Linked DNA regions of Mus musculus: all the other regions are linked to region 3. A link is a contact called in public ChIA-PET, HiChIP or PLAC-seq and promoter capture Hi-C data. All regions are on one chromosome and are shown on one strand. The core of a region is the stretch at or near the end of the contact, and the rest is flanking DNA. Distances in the headings are between cores, read along the strand shown. Region 1 holds the start of Zbtb38 (zinc finger and BTB domain containing 38). Region 2 holds the start of Rasa2 (RAS p21 protein activator 2). Region 3 holds the start of Xrn1 (5'-3' exoribonuclease 1). Region 4 holds the start of Rnf7 (ring finger protein 7). Region 5 overlaps Rasa2 (RAS p21 protein activator 2).

What was found. Promoter capture Hi-C pulls out the DNA fragments that hold promoters and counts their contacts. ChIA-PET counts read pairs in DNA pulled down with a chosen protein or histone mark. HiChIP or PLAC-seq counts read pairs in DNA pulled down with a chosen protein or histone mark.
Region 1: a contact with region 3 is called in a promoter capture Hi-C map of liver, with 2.5 times the contacts expected there. The contact joins the promoter of Zbtb38 here to the promoter of Xrn1 in region 3. A contact is called at or near these places in 3 of 39 promoter capture datasets (the C10 cell line, liver and pre-B cells), 2 of 115 datasets of contacts at active chromatin or transcription factors (effector CD8 T cells and pro-B cells) and 1 of 9 other capture datasets (pancreatic islet).
Region 2: a contact with region 3 is called in an RNA polymerase II ChIA-PET map of memory CD8 T cells, with 8 read pairs. The contact joins the promoter of Rasa2 here to the promoter of Xrn1 in region 3. A contact is called at or near these places in 1 of 39 promoter capture datasets (pre-B cells) and 3 of 115 datasets of contacts at active chromatin or transcription factors (bone marrow-derived macrophages, large pre-B cells and memory CD8 T cells).
Region 4: a promoter capture Hi-C map of liver shows a contact between it and region 3, with 3 times the contacts expected there. The contact joins the promoter of Rnf7 here to the promoter of Xrn1 in region 3. A contact is called at or near these places in 4 of 39 promoter capture datasets (the C10 cell line, erythroid cells, liver and 1 more), 4 of 484 Hi-C or Micro-C datasets (CD4 T cells, LSK cells, liver and 1 more), 3 of 115 datasets of contacts at active chromatin or transcription factors (embryonic stem cells, extraembryonic endoderm stem cells and stem cell-derived neural progenitor cells) and 1 of 9 other capture datasets (liver).
Region 5: an H3K27ac HiChIP or PLAC-seq map of microglia shows a contact between it and region 3, with 4 times the contacts expected there. The contact joins the enhancer-like site here to the promoter of Xrn1 in region 3. A contact is called at or near these places in 3 of 39 promoter capture datasets (embryonic stem cells, hippocampal neurons and pre-B cells) and 3 of 115 datasets of contacts at active chromatin or transcription factors (embryonic stem cells, large pre-B cells and microglia).

What each region holds. Positions count from the first base shown.
Region 1 is chr9:96,718,509-96,721,208 of GRCm38.p6, reverse strand. It overlaps Zbtb38 (zinc finger and BTB domain containing 38), which reads left to right and starts at 1,359. Exons shown (of 3, transcript NM_001359959.1): 1 at 1,359-1,423.
Region 2 is chr9:96,630,136-96,632,835 of GRCm38.p6, reverse strand. It overlaps Rasa2 (RAS p21 protein activator 2), which reads left to right and starts at 1,333. Exons shown (of 24, transcript NM_053268.2): 1 at 1,333-1,472. The coding sequence starts at 1,343.
Region 3 is chr9:95,953,448-95,956,147 of GRCm38.p6, reverse strand. Xrn1 (5'-3' exoribonuclease 1) reads right to left here and starts at 1,388. Exons shown (of 42, transcript NM_001311130.1): 1 at 1,205-1,388. The coding sequence starts at 1,279. It overlaps Gm16794 (a long non-coding RNA gene), which reads left to right. Exons shown (of 3, transcript XR_871036.3): 1 at 1-1,520.
Region 4 is chr9:96,477,318-96,480,017 of GRCm38.p6, reverse strand. It overlaps Rnf7 (ring finger protein 7), which reads left to right and starts at 1,343. Exons shown (of 3, transcript NM_011279.3): 1 at 1,343-1,610. The coding sequence starts at 1,436.
Region 5 is chr9:96,543,044-96,545,743 of GRCm38.p6, reverse strand. It overlaps Rasa2 (RAS p21 protein activator 2), which reads left to right. Exons shown (of 24, transcript NM_053268.2): 21 at 1-155; 22 at 853-956; 23 at 1,279-1,465. Among named protein-coding and RNA genes, the nearest start is that of Gm28729, 19 kb to the right of the region's middle. Within about 2 kb of position 1,288, at least 67 of the 459 cell types and tissues checked have an H3K27ac peak or open chromatin away from gene starts, as enhancers often do. A contact at or near this core is called in microglia, where this site is marked.

The DNA of each region.
Region 1 (2,700 bases), core at 110-2,609, 770 kb before region 3:
TGATCCACGTGTATTATTTAATTCAATTTAAAAAAATCACCTAGGAGGTAGACATTAATACTAAAACATATTGCATGTTAGGTACCAAAGCTGAAGGTCAGAGAAGTGGCCGTACATAGCAACAAACCTAGGCTGTCAACACAGGCCTGCTGAATCCAGAAGGCCAACCAACCTTGCCCGCTACCTCCCACCGGTCCCAGGGAATCAGCCACAGCCATACAGCTTACAGACTTCCCAGTCTTTGTGCACCAGTTTTCCCGAATTTTAAAATCATCTTCAGAGTTTCTAAAAGCCTCAATGGAAACACAAACAGGCAATTAGACCACGAGTTTCTTCAGTTTTGTTTTTTAAGGCTGGTATCTACCATTGCCAACAAGTTAGATCAGGTCTTGTGGAAGTTCTCATTGGCAGTTATGTAGACAAAAACATTCAAGCTCCCTTTTTTTTTAAGGGGAAGATGAATCATTACTTAATACATGCAGTTTAGTGGAGTTAATCTGTGAACACTGGCCTATGGAGCGAGAGAATAAAAGGGTGTTTGGCATCGAGAAGGTCGGGAACTGCTCGTTACATGTGTATGCACGTTGCCCAACCTGTCAGCCTTCACAACTCTGCATTTTTTTAAGTGACACCATTCTTCCTGCATCGTTTATGGGGCTTTACTTTGCATATAGTATTAAAAATCTACTCAGCTCACCAAAATGATCATATTCTTAATGTTTGGTCAAGGAACTGGGGTGCATAAATGGCAAGTACTGTATTCCAGGAAAATACCCTTTTTCAAAACCTTAAGGTTTTGCCAGGGAGCGAGTCGTTTTCCAAAGGACACACACACACACACACACACACACACACACACACAAAATCAAAAACTAAAAACAAACAAAAAATACTAAAGACTCAATGCTGGATGGTTCAAAACAAACACCTGCACTTAGGTGTGCGTGGGGCAGTAGGTGCCACACTGCGAATCTGTGTGGGAAGGATGTCAGCGGGCAGTCGGTGGCTTTTATTTTTTTCATTGCATGAAACAGTTCTTATACCATGGTGGGAAATAATCCAGGCGTCCCCTGACAGCCATGAGAAAGCACAGGTGACACCCTGTTCTCAGAATTTGGTGCGGGTTAAAACTGCATAGGGTGCCCGGGGCCTGCTCGGTGGCTGCGCAGCATCTGTGCGAGCCTGGCTCTGCCGCAGTGGCGCCGGGGGGTGCGGGAGCCTCGCGGCCTGCAGCGTCCCGGAAGCCCTGCGCGTCGGCGCCCGAGGTCGAGCGACCGTCCGGCCTGCACTGCACCAGGGGCAGACCGGGGCGTCCGGGCCCAGCCGCCGGCGTCCATTTTCTGGGCGGCGCTGCGGCCGGACTCGCAGGTCCGGAAGCGCCATGGACCCCGCGGGAAGCGCGCGGGCGGCGGAGCGGAGCCCCGTAAGTGCGCGGGGTCCGCGCGACTCCGGGGCGTGGAGGTGGGGAGGCGGGAGCCGGTGGGCAGCGCTCGCGCCGGGCTGCAGCGGACGCGGAGCGGAGCGGAGCCTACGGAGCAGCCAGCGTCCGCAGGTGCCCGCGTCCCGCCCCACCAGGCTCGGCTGCAGGGGGGCAGCGGGGAGTGACGCGCACCTGGGGCTCGGGACTGTCGCGCCTCCCCTCCGGTGAAGCGCAAACCCGGGCTGCTTCCTGACCCTACCCGTTCGCGATGAGATCCTAGTGCGACACCAAGCCCCTGGAATTGAACCGGATGTTCAAAGGCAGGGCCCTGCCTCCAGGGGTTGCAGCCTTGGCCTCCTGCTCCTGCTTGCTGCAGCCGTCTGTCCGTTGGGACAATTCAACAGTCAGCCTTTAGACACCTCTTTGCAGGTTAGCTGATAAATAACCTGAGATTTTAATCTGTCTGCGCTTCCACTTTATAACTCCTGCTTTGCGGTGGGTAAGTGCCTGGTTCCCATTCTGGATATTGGGCCTGATTGGAAAACCCTTGTAATGATCGGTTCTAAATGATAACCGTTTATGTTGCGTATGCATATTTGAAAGGTTAAAGGGCATTCACCTAATTGGGAAGCTCAAGTGCTTGCTCTGGTTCGCGTGGCTGGAAAGACTCGTTTTGTTGTGGTTTCAGAGAAACTTATAGCGTCTTACAGTAGCTAAGATCAAAGAGCAGAGTTTGTGTTTTGTGACAGGGTCTGGTTAAGGAGCCTAGAATGGTTAATAGGTTAGCCCAAGCTGGTTTCGAACTTGCCACTTGCAGCGGTTGACTGACTGCTAGGATGATAGGCCTTCTACCAGTGTTTTTCCAGGACCAAACACGCATTAGAATTCCTTTGATGGGTCATTGCTGAAAATTTTGAAAAGATTAGAATATATAGTGCGAAAAGACTAGAAAAAGTAACCGTTGCACACAGTACAGATAAGCATAGTTTAATGAAGCCTTTGGCTTATATAACATCATTTGTAATAAAATGGGTCACTGTCAAAAAAGCCTTTAAGACTCCAATTTAGCGTTCTGTGGTGGGGATTTTGCACCCAAATCAGACTGGGTTTGTGCTGATGTTAACCTGGGTTTGAATCCCGACACTCACCCAGGGTGACCTCCAGAAACAGGTTCACGGCACTGTTTGCAGCTGTAAAATGGGGAACTGTTCCCTACAGCTGAGGGGTGTTACGGAGATTTACCCATCCGCTGAGAGCACTTGGTGGAGTTCCCGATGTCC
Region 2 (2,700 bases), core at 84-2,583, 680 kb before region 3:
TTAAACATGTGTATGAAAACGGTATCACACCATGACTGTGTATAAGTAAGACATACCAATAAAGCATTAAACGTTTTAAAATAGAAAAAGCCAGTCTCTGGCCTGTGGTGTGTGAGCTCTGATTTGGAAAGAAAGGGAAATACCATTTGGAGTTTCTGTTTGAAACAACAAAATGCCTGGAAGGAGAGGTAAGCTCACTTTCTCCAAGGCTGTATGGTACAGGACAAGGGGCACCCTCATGCATCACCAGCTGGACTGGAAGTATTGCTCGGTAGCCTAAGACATCCAGCAAGCTTAGGTCACTCCGTCTGCCTGACTGGCCTTGGCACAAGTGGCTTCTGGGCTTGCTTGTCGTCTGTTCACTCTTCCCAGGCAGGCTCTCCTTGACTCTGTTTCCACAACTTGCTTCTTCTCTCTGTGTGCCCTTCCAGGTTGAGGTGCTCATGGTCTTGGCGCCTTCTGCCCCGTCTTTTTGCCCTAGGGCCATTCCTATATGTCTGAAAACATTCCTTGACTGGCTGACTCTAGCACCTGGCAAAGAACAACCCTGCTCTATTAAATCAGTTTCTTCCTTCTTAGGGCAGCGCAGTTAAACCTCAGGACCAGGAAATCATCCCTCTCCTCACATACCAGGGTGTTATCCACACAGTTTACTCACTGTAAATAGTTCCCTTAAGATAGTGGCAACAACTAGTTGAAGATTTACAAACTTCCCAGGGCCAATCTACTTTCTAAAAAGCCTGCTTCTGGGAGTGGGAAAGAGGTCACCGTTCCGATTCTGAAATGCAAAACTGGTGATAAACTCAAAATTTCTCTGGGTCTCAGACAGGACTGGACGGAGTCTGTGGTCCTTTTCTTGACCCAACTTTTTGCAGAGCAATGTTCCCAGAGCAAAGGTTGAGTATGTGGTTTGTCCCCCACGTGCCGCACTGCGGGAGCATCTAGACACCGCTGGAAGAGTCTCTAATACATCTCTTGACGTTTGCCAAAATGCCAAACTTTTTCCTGGAACCTGGAGTCATTCTGACTGGGGACTTTTCTTTTCCTTGAGCATCTGGGGACCTAGAGGTCCGTTCGTGGGGGACGTCCAATTCTCAGGGTTCTGGGGATCACAGCAGGGCCAGGGTTTTCCTCCTTGTGGGGGTTTCAGAGCGCCTCTCGCGACTTGCCCAGGGAGGCAAGGCGAGGCGGATGCAGGGCGGGCACGGCGCGAGGGGCGGGGCGAGTCAGCCCGAGGCCGAGGCGGGGCTACAGCGAGGCTCGATCCGGCCTAGGCCTCGCTCCGGCTCCGCCTTGCCCGGCTACGCAGGCGGTAGGGCTGGGGTAGGGGCCGGGCGGCACCATGGCGGCGGCAGCGCCTGCTGCGGCGGCTTCTCCCGAGGCGCCGGCCGTCTCGGGCAGCGCAGACCCGGAGACGGGAGACGAGGACAGTCGTGAGGTCCGAGTGCTGCAGAGCCTGCGCGGCAGGATCTGTAAGCGGGGCCGGGGCTGAGGGGACCCCCGGGGCGGCGCGGAGGGTGGGCGGCGGGCACGCGCGGGGGTGGCGGCACCGGCGGCCGCCCGGGACTGGTGAGACTGGATGGGGGTGTGTTGGGGGGAGGCGCCGCGTCGACCGACTGCCCGGCGCGGGTCGGGGCTCCCCCTCGGAGCGAGCGGGGTGAGGACCTGCACGCGCGGACCGGACCGGCGCGGCGCGAGGGGCGCTGCCTGGAGCGCGGCCTGGACGCGGGAGCCCGGGGCGCGGCCGGGGGCGCGCGGAGTTTCCGGCCTCCCTCCGACGCAGGCCTGCGGGCGGCCGCGGACGACGGGAGCGGCCCGAGGTGGGAGCCCCGTGGTAATTACAAGGGAGGCGCGGCTGGAGGAGGGAGGGAGGCCGGCTGCGGCGGGGCGGGGCCGGGCCGGGCCGGGCCGGGCGGCGGGCTGAGGAGGGGGTGTGAGCTCCCTGGGGCTCCTCTGCCAGTGCGAGGTTGAGGCGGGCGCTGGGGACTGCGGGAGCCGGTGGCGGGGGCTCCGGTGGGCGAGGCTGCGCGGGCGAGCGGGGCGCCCGGGGAGCTCGGGCGGGACACCTGTGCCCGCCCCACCTTGCCGCGGCGGGGACTTGAATCGAGAGCCGGCGTGACTGACGGTGACTTGGGGCAGGATGTAGTGGCTTCCTGTGAGCAGGTCTCAAAACTCAGTCATCCAGTCCGCGCTCAACCCACTTGATTCTCTCCCGTGCATTTGTGAGAGCCGCACCGATGAGTGTAGACTCTTACTCAGAGACGGGCCAGTTCGTTTGTCATTGCTATCCTTCCTCTTTAAAACGACCCTTTGATATTAGATCGACTTCCCCCAGCTTATTGAGATGGTCCCTTTTCACTGTATGACTGGCGAATCAGTAGAGTTTATTGTTACTTTAGTTGAAAACCTTTTTTAATTCAGATTATTTTATCCCCAGAATGAAATCGGTCTCCTAAATAATGCCTGGCTATAAGAGATATTTTATATGTTGAAAATTCAATTGTGTTAGAATGGCTGATACTGCTCTTTCTTTGGCAGAGTATAAACTTTAATTCTTAAATCTCGATGCTTCTTTTGGATTCTCCCACTTGAGTTTTTGATGTTACTCCCCTTTCAAGGATTTGGAATTTTATTAAAACCCCAGGAGCAAGCATGTTAAATGTTACTTTTCAATTCCCTGACGTCATCCTGGGACTCCCA
Region 3 (2,700 bases), core at 139-2,638:
TAAAGATCCTGAAAAAGAAAAACAATGCCTCCATTTTCACTTTTCTCCCTGAAAATAAATACCATCTAAATTTAAGTCAACCAAATTCATACCATCTAATCTTAACTAAAATAAGGGGAAGACAAGTCAGCATTTTCGAACTTTTTATAAGGTTTCTTTTATATGCCAACTTTCATTAGAAGTTAATATCAAAAGAATCCTTTCCAGAGGCTGGATTCTATCTTTAACCTTATAAGTACCTTAAAACAAACAAACAAAAAAAAAACCCCACATAATTGACAACTTCCAGTATTAATACAGTGCTACTTATCACAAATAATTTATTAAGTATACAAATTTCAAAAACGAGTTTTTTTTTTCTGTAAACCAAAGTCATTAAATGTGACATACTACATTATCATTCAAAGTCTAGTTTACCTATTAGAACATTTGGTTTCTCTCCTCCGTCATTCAAACATGCAGATATATTCTAGTATATAGTATATATAAATATACAAATACACACTTTTAGAACTCAAAAAAAAAAAAAACCCGCTGCTGTAGGGTCATTATACACTAAGTGTTAGTAATAATGTTTCGAGATCTTTCTGCCATACTAAAGCCTTTAAGCACCATTCCCCCCACCTCCCCGCCCCATCCCTGCGCTCCATCTAAACGTTTTGTTCGTTTAGACAATAGGGGGGTCGGTCCTGTCTGGGGGCTAACGGGAGCATGAAAAAGTATCACAAACCCAAGACACTAGCTAGCTACAGCAACCGGTCCAGGCATTGAGGTTAAATGCAGCTCTTCACAGCTGGAGTGCTCCGCGATTCCACCACGGGGACGTTAGTGCTTGTATACCGTCTGTTGCTTTGCTTGGGATGAGGGACCCGAGAAGTCGTCCCACACAGCTTCGCAGCCTAAAGCGAAGCTCCAGGTCCGGTTCCCAGGAGGACAGAGAGGGCTCCTTAAAAGCCTTCCCACCAAGGGCTCCTTTGCAAGTCCTGGAGTGCCTTCCCAGGGGGAGCTCAGACCTGCCGCAAGCCACTCTGTTCTGACCTGCCTCTACCTGGTGCGGCTACCCGGGGGCCGCCAAGCCTCCGTTCCCCTTCTCTTCCCCCCGTTCGGCCGCTGACCTGCACCGCGGGCAGCTGGAAGGCCGGGGTCCCACAGCGCAGAGAGGCCCGCGGGCCCGCTTTCTGCGCCGCGGCCTGAGCTCACCCACCTGATGCTCCTTCACCACTTCGCTGAGGCAGGGGTACCGCTCCGAGATCCATCGGTAAAACTTGGGGACTCCCATTTTGACCGTCGACACTAATTCCAGTCGGTGCAGAAACGAAACCAAACACCCCGCCCGGGCCTCCGCCGCCGCCTCCGGCCGTCGCTCGGAGGATGACAACACAAGGTCCGCCAGACCATAGAGCAAACCGTGGGCCTAGAGGGGCAGGACGGCGCTGGTGGGCGGTGGGTCCTGTCTATCCCGCTGCCTCGCTCTTCCATACTCGTTGGTGACAGCGCAAGAGGTGTGATTTGCGCATTAGGTGAGCTCAGGTTTAAAATGCCAGTTGATTGAGGTGTGGACTTGCGGATGGTATAAGAACGTTTAAGAGACAGTTGGTTAGCTTTATGTTAACTTGAAACATGGCAGAGTCGTTAGAAAGAGAAACCTCAACTGAGAAAAACGCTGCTTCCAAATTGGCCTGTGGGAATATTTTGATTACTGATCAATGCGGGAGGGCCCATCTGAATGTGTGCTGCTGCCACCCCTGGGCCGGTGGTCTTTCGGTATGTGAAAAAGGCTGAGTGAACTAGCCAGAAAGCAACATTCCTTCAGAGCTTCTTCAGTTCCTGCCTCAAGTTCCTTTGATGATGGGCTGTGATGTGGAAGTGTAAGCCAAGTAAACTCTTTCCTTCCTAAGTTGCTTTTGGTCATGGTGCTTATAACAGTAATAGAAACCCTAGTAAGAAAGGTATTGGACACTTGCTTTTTGTACTGTGGGCTTGTCCCTCGTGGGATCGTTAAATTTACTATTTTTCAATGTGGACTTGAAAAAGTCTGGTTAGCTTGTGAGAGGAGTAATTCTCTGAGTAATGTAAACCTACAGAAGAGTTTTAATTTTCTAATATTTTAAAGAGTTTTATAGTTTTCCTCTTTATATCTTTTATTAAATTACTTTATTTACATTCCAACCCCCCCCCCCATCCTGACTCCCCCTCCCGGAGTTCTTTAAGCCCTCCTCCCAACTCTGAGAGGGTGCTCCCCCATCTGCTTCCACCTCACATTTCCGCTTAGGTCATCCCCATTGAGTCCTAGTAGCCTCTCACATCCCAGATCTCTGGGACTTTCTAGAGGTTCCCCATGGGCCCTAACCTCCACTGCTGCATGTTGATTAATTCTCCTGGCCCTCTGGGCATCCCTCCTTTCCATACCTGATCCCGCCCCTTCTTTTCCCCTTCCTCTCACCTCTCCGACCCAATTTCCTCCCTCTGCCTCCCATGATTATTATTCCTCTTCGAGGTGGATTTCAGGTATCCACACTTGGGCCTTCCTTCTTGTTAAAGTCTGTGAGTTGTATTGTGGGAAAGAGTAATTTCCCACCATTTCAAGACTCTGGGTTACTCCCCTCATCCACAATTTTTGATACCCTGTTTCAAAACAAAGAAACCAACAAAATTCAAAAAGCCGGTTGTGGTTACTTAGGAGGCATAGGAAGATCAGAA
Region 4 (2,700 bases), core at 94-2,593, 520 kb before region 3:
GGTTTGCCTTTAGAAACACCGTATCCCTGAGCTGCGACACCAAGAGACTCTGAGGCATGCGCCGGAATTTGGTCCTGCACGAATAAAGGACTCGTACTTTTTTGTTTGTTTTTGTTTTTCGAGACAAGGCTTCTCTGTGTAGCCTTGGTTGCCCGAAACTTGATTTGTAGACCAGGCTGGCCTTATAACTCACAAGGATCCACCTGCTGCTGTCTCCCAAGTGCTCAGAGTAAGGTGTGCACGGCCACTGCCCCATATACTTCTAATTGGCTTAACCGGTAAGGATGGACACCACCACCCCCGTTGGTAAGAGTAGCCTGAAGGATGGCGGTGGACGTGAGCTGAGCACGAGGCAGGAACATTTGTTTTGCTTTTTCATCCAAGCTTTCCTTCAATGCTGGCCAAGTGATCTGAGACAAAGCCTGGTGGGAGGGACCTAACCACAGTCCCAGGGGCCCACTGCCTGGCCCTTCCCTGGCTGGCTCACTCTGCTTTCTCCCCAGCACACATTTGCTTAAGCATTGCGTTCTTGCCCTTCTGCTTACCTATTCTCTGTCACCTGAGAACAATAACAAACAAACAAACAAACAAACAAATGTAGTGTCTGGAGGGATGACTCAGTGGTTAAAACCATGGTCTGTTCTTCCAAACGACCGGGGTTCAATCCTCAGCACCTCCATGGCAGATCACAACTGTCTGTAACTCCAGGTCCTTTCCAAGGAATCTGACACCTCACAGCAATGCACATAAAATAAAGTTTAAAAAAACATATATTTTGTTTGTTTGCTTGCTTGCTTGCTTGCTTGCTTGTTGCGAGACAGGGTTTCTCTGTATAGCCCTGGCTGTCCTGGAACGCACTTTGTAACCAGGCTGGCCTTGAACTCAGAAATCCGCCTGCCTCTGCCTCCCGAGTGCTGGGATTAAAGGTGTGAGCTACCACGCCCGGCTGCCGAAAAACCAAAAATAAATAAATAAATAAATAAATAAATAAATAAATAAATAAATAAATAAATGAATCTGAATTCAAGGCCAACCATTTTGTAAGATACGGAGGTTACAGTGATGAGAATTCTGTCCCTACTCTTGATAGTTTTACATTTGGGAGAAAGGAGACAAATGAAGACAGGGACGATGTGATTTCTGAGACTCCCCCGAGTTTAATACAATGTAACTCCAGACAATGCTCGCTTACTGACCCGGGCCTGCCCTACAGCAACTGGCCTTTGGCCACTTTAGCAAGCGCTGGGGTTCTCTGTACAGGCCTTGCCCAGCCCCTCGTGACGTCACTGGCGCGCGCCATCCAATCATCGCCGTCTGGCTCCGCCCGCCCGCCCGTGCCTGCGGGAGGCTCCGTGGCGTGTGTTGTGGCCCCGCTGAGCCACCGTACCTCCCGCCTCCGCGCCCAACGTCCGCGTCGCCGTTCTGCGCCGCCGCCATGGCCGACGTGGAGGACGGCGAGGAACCCTGCGTCCTTTCTTCGCACTCCGGGAGCGCAGGCTCCAAGTCGGGAGGCGACAAGATGTTCTCTCTCAAGAAGTGGAACGCGGTAGCCATGTGGAGCTGGGACGTTGAGTGCGATACCTGTGCCATCTGCAGGGTCCAGGTGATGGGTAAGCGATGCAGGCGAAGCCGGGACCGCGAGCTGGGCCGAGCCGGCGAGTGCTGGGCCGGGCCGGGCCGCCAGACACGGGATGGTTCCTATGGGGGCGGGGGGGAGGGGGCGTGACCGGGATACCCGAGGGGAACCTCCGGCCCTGCGGCCAGCAAATCTCCCAGCGGATCCCTCGCGTAGATCTGAGGGTTGGGATGTTCGTCTTTGAGATGCTCTCACGTTCCTCAGGATTAGAGCTTGCCCATTTAGCCGAGGTTGGCTTAGAACCCAGGAGGGCGCACCTCCCAAAAACTGGAAATTGCGAGCCTGCGCCACTATACGGATTCTGTCTCATAACCGAAATGAGGCTCAGTGACCGGAGAGATGTTTCCACAGTTAAGAGCACAAGCTTGTTCTTAACAGAGAACCCGGGTTCGATTTTCCACACCCACATGGCAACTCACCACCCTCTAACTCCTGTTCCAATAACTCCAGCACCCCATTATGGCCCTTGAGGGCATTAGGCACATTTGGTATGCAAACCCAGATGCAGGTAGCATAAACATAAAATTTTAGATTACTGTGAGGTTGCTTTACAGGGCGACTGGGGAGTAGTTGAAATAGATTTCTGCAGTTTGAAAATGTGCGCGTTTCTTGGCTTTGAGACTTTAAACGTAGCATCAAGAGATTCCACAGTCTATTCTTTGTCTTTGGACTTGCTTCATCAGGGCTCCCAAACTTTACTTTTTACATTTAATTGTAGACCCAGACACTAGTTTCTATGTAGAATCTGATTTGACTAAAACACTAAAATCCAGCTGTTCCACCCCTCATCCTTGCTTAGGAGCTGGGCAGTGATTTCCATTTTAGGGTTGAGTGTGGTTGCGAATGTCTGAAATGCCAGCACTCGGGAGGCTGAGGCATGGGGGCAGAGGCAGCACAAGCTTTGCTTAGAAATTTTATTCTGGCCAGGTGTGGTGATATCTTTAAACTTAGTACTCGAGAAGCAAAGATAAACAGATCTCTGTGCGCCTTAGGCCAGCCTGGTCTACACAACCAAGGCTAAGTAGTGGGACCCCATCTTAAAAACAAATAATGAATAAATCTTT
Region 5 (2,700 bases), core at 39-2,538, 590 kb before region 3:
GTGGAAGCCAATGAGTGGATAGATGTCCTGTGCAGGGTGAGCAGATGCAACCACAACAGGCTCAGCTCTTTCCACCCCTCAGCGTATCTCAACGGAAACTGGCTCTGCTGCCAGGAGACGAGTGAAAGCACACCAGGCTGCAAGCCGTGCACCGCGTGAGTAACTCATGACTGCATGCGGGCGTGGGTGTGAGAGCATGACAGACGCTATGTAGAAGTAGCTGGACAGAGGCCGCACGGTGCTGAAGACATTTCTATAAACCGTGTCTAGAAAGGCTTGGGTTGTTGCCCAGTGGTAGAGTGTCTCTCTCACCTGACACACACAGGGGCTTTGGTTTAATTCTAGTACCACAAAAATTAAAATACAGAGAGTAAGTAAATTTCTATAGACACAACTGTAAGTTAGTGGTGCCCAGGGGCTAGATTGATGCATTGTTCGGTGAACAACTATAGGTTATATATATGTTTATTGGGACTGGGGAGCAGTTAGTGCTTGTTGTTCTTGTAGAAAGAAGACTCAAGTTTAGTTCCAAAACCCATGTGACACCAGCTCCAGAGCACAGATCAGATACCGTCTTCTAGCCTCTGCAGAGGCATGTATAGGCACGCACGCATGCGCACACACACACACAGATATACACATATACATTAAAAATATTTTTTATGATTTTACTTCAAAATCTTTTTCAAGACTTGAGTCCTTAACAACCAGACCTTGTGATCCTGTTGAAGTATCTCGGAAACTAATTTCTGAAGCCGCTTTTAGAAAATTCTAATTCTAGTTTTAGTCTTGATTCATTTCTAATGTTAACAAAGAATTTTTCCAATGTCTTTAATTTTCTTCTTATCATAGAGGCATCCCTGCAGACATCCAGATAGATATCGATGAAGACAGAGAAACAGAAAGAATTTATTCTATTTTTACCCTCAGTTTACTTAAGCTGCAGAAAATGGAAGGTAAACAAAATGAAACCATTAGTTTTCATTATTAATTTCTAGGTTATTTCTTTGACTTTTTAAAAAGTTAAAAATATTTATAGATTTCCTGTTACTGATAGTGAAGTTTACAAACCCTCAAAGGAGGCATTAATCTTTATCTATTCATGAAATTAAATAATTATTCTTTGTAAATGTGATTGTTCAGTAAATTGTTATAATACAGTCACCTGTGCTCTTGTCAAAGAAACTCACTTAAAAACTTCAAAGTTTTTTAAATTACACTACAGATTACACTTGTGGAATTTAGTTTTCTGATCAGAGATTTCACTGTTCCTTACAGAGACCTGTGGGTCTATAGCTGTGTATCAGGGGCCACAGAAAGAACCTGGTTATTCTAAGTTCACCATTGAGGATTCTGTTGCAACCTTTAAGACAATTCAGCAAATCAAAAGCACCATAGAGAAGCTCGATGAACCTCATGAGAAATACAGAAAGAAAAGATCGAGTAGTGCAAAATACGGAAGCAAGTAAGTCTCCTGGGCTCTGCTCCCGCCTATCAGGGCCCGCGCGTGCGCGTGCGCGTGCGCGTGCGTGCCTCCCCCACTCCCTCTCCTGGTCGGCCGCCGCAGGCCAGCCATCCTTTCTGTCAGTGCTGAGCGTCATCACTGCTTTGAATGTCGTGGTCAGTTGTAATTCACTCTGAATAATTCATAGCTTTTTCTTTTTGTTGTCTCCTTTATATTTCTCACAATATGTTATATTTATAATAAATACTAAAAAAAAAAAAAAAAAGTAAGCCATAACAGTGCATAGAAGCATTTGAAGGTTGGTTTCAAGTGCTACATCTCAGATGAAGAGAATGCGCTGGCTAAGGACAGCAGCAGCTGGCATGCCGTGGGACGTGTTCCTCTCAGGACACCGGCAGCTGGATTCCTCCCAGGAGCCGTAGCAGACTCGAGGGAGGTTTTCAGTCTCCACAGTGAAGACCAAGCTAATCCAGTGGGTTAGTGCATCACTGAGCACTGTCACTGAGATGCGGTCATTGTCACTGGGATCATCTAAATCTCGCCTTTCTTCTTCTCACCATCAGAGGAGCCACAGTAGCTCAGAGCCCCATTGTCTTCTTTAAGATAATGTTTACAGGGAGAAAAAGAAAAGACTCTTTCCTCCCTAGTGTGAGGAAAGAAATGTGTCAGCTGTAACCCTCCAGCACTCTCTGACACGCAGCACTCAGTGTGACCAGGGACCTGCTGGCAGTACAGTAGATGGACTGGCAAACAACAGTGTCCTTCACGGTGTCTGCTGGCAATGCAGTGTCTGCTCCTGTCATTGATGCTCATACAGCCTAGCATGGTTTCATTCCTACTTTACAGGTAGAAAATTAAAATGCACAAAGATAGTGTTAGTGTGAGGACTCCAAGTCCTTGCTACACTATTTTAAATAGTCTTATGTTGGTCGGTACTTTTATATTTCTGAATAAGAAAAATCAATTTTGTGGATATAAATACATTCTTCCTTGGTAGAAAGCTTGGCACATTATGAAGGTTGTATTGTAAACATCTTAATTCTGTATTTTCTTCTTTAGTATAATTGAGTATCTTCCAACAAAAGTTAATCTAGTTTTCCTGAAGTCCTTTGAAGTTCCTAGCCAAGGCTTGGCCATTCTTAAATTGTACCTTATAATCCATGCATACCATACCCTGATCAACTTTGATTTTCTCTATTAAAAAATACAAACTCAGGGCTAGAGAGATGGCTCAG